Regions from separate parts of the Hordeum vulgare genome. Here region 1 is linked to region 2. The links are chromatin contacts, called in public Hi-C maps. All regions are on one chromosome and are shown on one strand. Each heading gives the region's core, a stretch centred on a gene start, on an enhancer-like site or on the middle of the called end of the contact. The rest is flanking DNA. Distances are from core to core; before and after follow the strand shown.

Evidence for each region. Hi-C and Micro-C count contacts between places; a contact is called where the count stands out from the background.
Region 1: a contact with region 2 is called in a Hi-C map of leaf, with 4 times the contacts expected there. The contact joins the promoter of LOC123399192 here to the promoter of LOC123399692 in region 2. A contact is called at or near these places in 2 of 6 Hi-C or Micro-C datasets (leaf and seedling).

What each region holds. Positions count from the first base shown.
Region 1 is chr5H:144,216,332-144,219,031 of MorexV3_pseudomolecules_assembly, reverse strand. It overlaps LOC123399192 (OBERON-like protein), which reads left to right and starts at 1,275. Exons shown (of 3, transcript XM_045093626.1): 1 at 1,275-1,403; 2 at 2,344-2,700. The coding sequence starts at 2,379.
Region 2 is chr5H:143,613,058-143,615,757 of MorexV3_pseudomolecules_assembly, reverse strand. LOC123399692 (heat shock protein 90-6, mitochondrial) reads right to left here and starts at 1,433. Exons shown (of 20, transcript XM_045094086.1): 1 at 1,156-1,433; 2 at 263-469; 3 at 104-177. The coding sequence starts at 1,296.

The DNA.
Region 1 (2,700 bases), core at 26-2,525, 600 kb before region 2:
GTGAGGAAAATGGCAAGGAACCAAGATGCCGCGGCCGAGGAGAGGAGGTTGGCGGCCGAGGAGAGGAGGGTGGCCACCGAGGAGAGGAAAGTGGCATTGGAGGAGAGGAAGGTGGGCATGGAGGAGCGAGCTAAGTTGTTGGAATGGGAAAAGCACTTGTTCTTCTTGGACACATCTTTGTTCAATGATGCGCAAAAGGAATATGTCAACCTTGCCCGTGAAGAAGTCTTGATTCAAAAAAGAGCCATGATCCGCGGTGGCCTTGGCGGCATGGGTGGCGGTGGCCTCGGCGCCATGGGAGGCATGGGCCTCGGCGCCATGGGAGGCTTGGGTGGCTTCGGCGCCATGGGAGGCATGGGTGCACCTCCGGCCGCCATGGGAGGCATGGGTGGCTTTGGAGCACCCTCCAACGCTATGGAAGGCATGTGTGGCTTTGGAGCACCCTCCAACGCTATGGGAGGCATGGGTGGCTTTGGAGCACCCTCCAACGCTATGGGAGGCATGGGTGGCATGAGTTTTGCTTCTCTGATGGGAGGCATGGGTGTACCTCCGGTCGCCATGGGAGGCATGGGTGCACCTCCGGCCATGGGTGGAATGTCTTTCGATGTGCCTCACACACATACCCATAAAAATGCCGTTGAAGAACTTGCCAAGACCGTCGGAGCTACACGTGATGCGGTGCGTGATGAGGTTAGGGAGGAAGATTCATCTTCGAAGGCGGAAGAATCGTCGGCGGAAGAAGAGGAAGAAGAGGAAGAAGACGAGGAAGATGGTTGATGTGTTTATGTCTTCAACTTTGTTGGATGAACTTGTATTTTGAACTTGGTTTGCATTTTGAACTTGGTTGGATGAACTTGTGGGCATGACTTTTATTCATCAACTTGTTTGTGTTAAAAATTTCACATGTTCATTGCATTTTGATGAATGTTTCAAACTATTTTGTGTCCATATGCCCTATATTTGAAAGCTGCTGGAGCGGCGCGCGCTGCATTTTAGCGCGCTGCTGGAGCGGAGCGCGCGCGCTGCATTTTAAAGCTGCTGCTGGAGCCAGCGCTGCGCGACGCGGCAAACCAGGCGACCAGCGCGCGGTAAACAGGTTTTTTAGGCGCGGCGCGTAGCGCGGCTGTTGGAGATGCTCTTACAACCTGAGTGGCTAGTTAGAGCATATGTATTTCATCTTTTTTTTTTCAATCGATGTCTACGCCCACCGCTGTGCACGACGTGGGACCCGCGAGGCACCCAGCATTTCCCTCTTGAAGGAGTATAATTCGTATGAGATTGGGGAACTTGCCGAGACCTCCAAATCCACAGAATCACGCGGAAGAAGACTCCTCCCCACTCCCGCAAACCTATAGCTGCTCGTCTCCATTGCGCCGCTCGACCTCCTCCTCCCTCCTGCTCAGGTGCGCCGCTGGCCCTCTTCCTCCCTCTCTCAGGTGCGCCGCCGGCCCTTTCCCTCCCTCCATCTGCTGCGCCGCCGGCCCTTTCCCTCCCTCCATCTGCTGCGCCGCTGGCCCCTTTCCTCCCTCTCCAGCACAGCCGGCCGCTCCACATCTAAGGGCCGTTTGGATCCTGCCCACGTTTGCCCAGCCAACGATGAGCGCGCCAATTCTTTGGCGCAGGATTCCGCCGCCCAGGGATCGCCAAAAAATTGGCTATGTATTGAATGGGTGAAACTGCTGGGCTGAGGGCGAGCCAAATAATCGGTCATCATCCAAACAAACGCCCATGCCGTGGTCAAACGCCAAATATTTGGCAGGGCGAATCCACCGCCGTTTCGGGTTCCGATTGGATAGAGCTGTCCTGCCGCCGATCCCGTCGCTCCGCCTTGCCGAGGTGGGCAGCTCGACTCCCGATTCGGCCCCGACTGCTAGGGTTTGGTCCCCATATATGGTAGCAAGGCATGTGCTCACATACTGAGGTTTGGCTGTCCCGGTTAGTTCGATCGATGGGGTTCTTGCTGTGGACTCGGGGGTGGGGGTGGGGATGGGGGTCTCGTGCTCTACGCGAGCTCATCACAGGTCTTGACTAGCTCCCCGTACGCAGCGGGAAGGCAGGGTCCAAGTTAGCTAAATCGGCGAATGGTTCGTGATTTACATGTCTCTTCACTGAGAGATGTGCGGAAGGTACCGTTGTAGCACTGGATTTGGTTTGTGATGAACCTAGTCGTTGTTTAATTCGGATCCGGTCCTTAGCTGCTCAAGGTGCAGAGCACAGTGGCTCAAATAGGTCCTATGCCGATGCTATGTTTTCAATACCTACACCATTCTTGTATGTAGTATTAAGTGTTTGAACTTTGTGTTGTCGCAGCTTACAGTTTGTGCATCATGGGGACTTCTTCAGGTGCGAATTTCCATCAACAGCCTCCGCCCCAGGGGATGCTGCCGCCTCGCCATGGTGCTCGGGCTCCGAGCCTGCAGACTTCCCTCTCACTGGCATCGTCGGAACAGGTTGGCTCGCCTGAAATGCAGGAACCTGTGTCCAATTCTGACCAGGGCCATGACTCTGCTACCGAAAGTGCAAGTTCGAGGGAGACCTGGCCTGTAGAGCCAGAACAGAGCAATGCTGCTGCTGCTGGTAGTGGCGGTGCTGCGAAGAAGGTGGAGATGGAAAAGGATGTCAGAAATGGTATCCCCAAGTTGCAGGTTATTCGCGGAAGCTCCCGCATCGATAGGGTGTCCCTGAGGGAGATTGCGCGGG
Region 2 (2,700 bases), core at 184-2,683:
CAAGGAACAAGTGCCAATAAACACAACACATAAAGAGTGAATTCGGAGATAACTACTGCCACATAAAAAAATTGAACAGTCTATGCACTCAATTGTTGCCCACCTGACCAGCTCCCGGAGAAACACCTCCTTGTTGCTATACAAGCTGTGCACAATCAAATCCATGAGCCTATTGACCTGCCAAGCACAATTTTTTCCCCATCATGACACAAACATTGGTAAAGATTAGCATGAATCCATGAAAAAAGAAAATCATAGGTACCTCAGCCTGATACTCAAACTTCTCGGCAGGTGGCGCATCAGATGAATCAACTGCTGCAGCACTCGATTCATAGCGTCTCCCAACAAGTGCATTCTCCCTTAGCTTGAGGGACGGCAAGCTTTCACCTACATTAAGCTTGGGAGCCGCAAGCACAGAGAGCAACCTCTTCCCTCCAAGCCGAGAAACACCAGGCTCTGAGTTTGTCACCTGAAATTGGGACAGCACAGCGAATATCACAAAGTCGCTCGCGTTGTAGAGTAATACTCCCTCAGTTCCTTTATGTAAGGTGTATTATTTTCGGCACCGTGACCAAGACACATAATTATAGACATGTTAAGACTAGCAAATTTGTTGGTTAGTGAAAAGTGAATCAATTAGTCCAGGAAAGTATGAGATACATGCTATCAACAAATAAATAGTTTCCTTCTTTTGCTATAAGGAGAGATGCAGACAATCAGAAAAGAGGTACTAACAAGAGGATTATGGGGAATTAGAAGAAACGCACCTTACATTCTGAAATTTTATCAAAAAACAAATACACCTTATATAGAGGAACGGAGGGAGTATAACAATAAATCGGAAGAAAAATATCACACCAGACCGCAATTGCACATTTCTGTCGGAATAAAATACCATCAACAATCGGTACACAAATGACACATACTGAACAGGGAATCAGATCAACGCCAAACCTCAACTGAATCACAAACACACATTAATACATAACCCATCAATTAATCAAAACACAGACCCCAATTTGGGGGCGGAGATTGATTCGCGACACGTAACGTCAAAAGCCGCACTGATTCAAGCTTAGCGCGAGCCCCTACTTTGCAATCAACCAAACAGCGGAGTACAATATGGACCAAACAGTGAATGCCACACATACGTACCGAACGCGGCGGGGCCGGGGCAGGGGCCAAGGGGGAGGAGGAGGAGGAGGCGGCGGCGGCGTCTCCGGAGACCGCGAAGGCGGCCGCGTGACGGCGGGCGGCGGCGCCGGCGCAGAGGGATCGCCTCGAGGCCCCGAGCATATCCGCTGCGCTCTGCTGGTTCTCCTCCCAGGCGAGGGCGAGAGATGTAGGCCGGAGGCGCGCTCGCGCAGGTGGGCTGACCGAGGAAGACGACGATGCGAGGGTTTTGGAAGAGGGGTAGGGTAGGGTTTTGTGGGCGGCCAGAGGCAGAGGGGATGAAGCGTATAAATGGGGTGCGCCTTGCGGAAGGAGGGAGTGCGCTTCGCTGACACCGTGGTCCCGGGCTGTCGGTGAGAGAGTGGGGAAGGGGGGGGCTTGGGTTTGATCGGTGGTGTTAGCGTTTTGGGAGAAGGTTCTGGAGCAGCGGCGCGGAGTAATGCTATGTGCACCGGTGTGGATAGTATGTGAATCATACAACGAAGTTGACATGTGGGGCCAGTTGGTGTGACACTTTGCTTTGCGCTTTGCAGCGTCCGTTCTCCGTTGCAAGAGTGAGGTCGTAGCTTGTCCACCTGCAAGATGTGAGGTCGAGATTTGAACACCGTGGACAAGAAGGCAAGAAGGTTCCGGGAAGGGTTGCCATGAAAACGGGGCTTGCATGCTCTCTACCGCACATTTTACATCCAACGACCTCTTCAATTTCTTTTCCTTTCTTTCTAGAGAAAAGATTACATTCAACCACCTGATCGCGCGCGCCCGTCTGCCGGCTTCGTGATCGTTCGATCAGACAGTCGACAGCATCGTGGAAGCCGCTTTTTGTTTTTCATGCAACTCACCTATTGTTTCAGGACAGTTTCCTGCAGCTCACCTATTGTTTCATGACAGTTTTCTGCACTCGTGTTTCACGATCACTTGAGTCTCCTGCAGCTCACCTATTGTTTCAGGACAGTTTCCTGCAGGTCATCTATTGTTTCAGGACAGTTTTCTGCACTCGCGTTTCAGGATCAGTCGAGTTCCCAGCAACTCGCCTATTATTTCAGGATCAGGACAATTTCAGGATCCTGCAACTCGCCCAACGCTTCCGTCGGCCGCCCAACGCCTCCGCCGGCCGCCAGCAGCACGGGAGCGCCTACCACCACGCCGCACAGGTCAGCTCGACACCACCCGCCCGCACCCGTCGTCGTCCTACTACTCCACCATGGACCACAACAGGGACAGCTACGCCTACGGGCACAGTGAAGGAGGTGCACAGCGGCGGCGAGCACGCCTTCTTCTCCTCCGACGTCACCACCGACAGGAACCACCAGCACAACCAACACCACAGCAGCGCCGGCGGCCACGGCCAGTGTTGTTTCAGTAATTATTTTCGCAACGCGTCTGTTGTTTCTGCAACTAGACCGTTGCTTCGGGAATTAATTGGCTGGGGAAACGACTGGGCCGCGTGCTAGCGCGTACATCGGACGGCTACGAGCGCATACATCGGACGGTTATTCGGGTGATGGATGTTAGTATGGATCCGTCGGT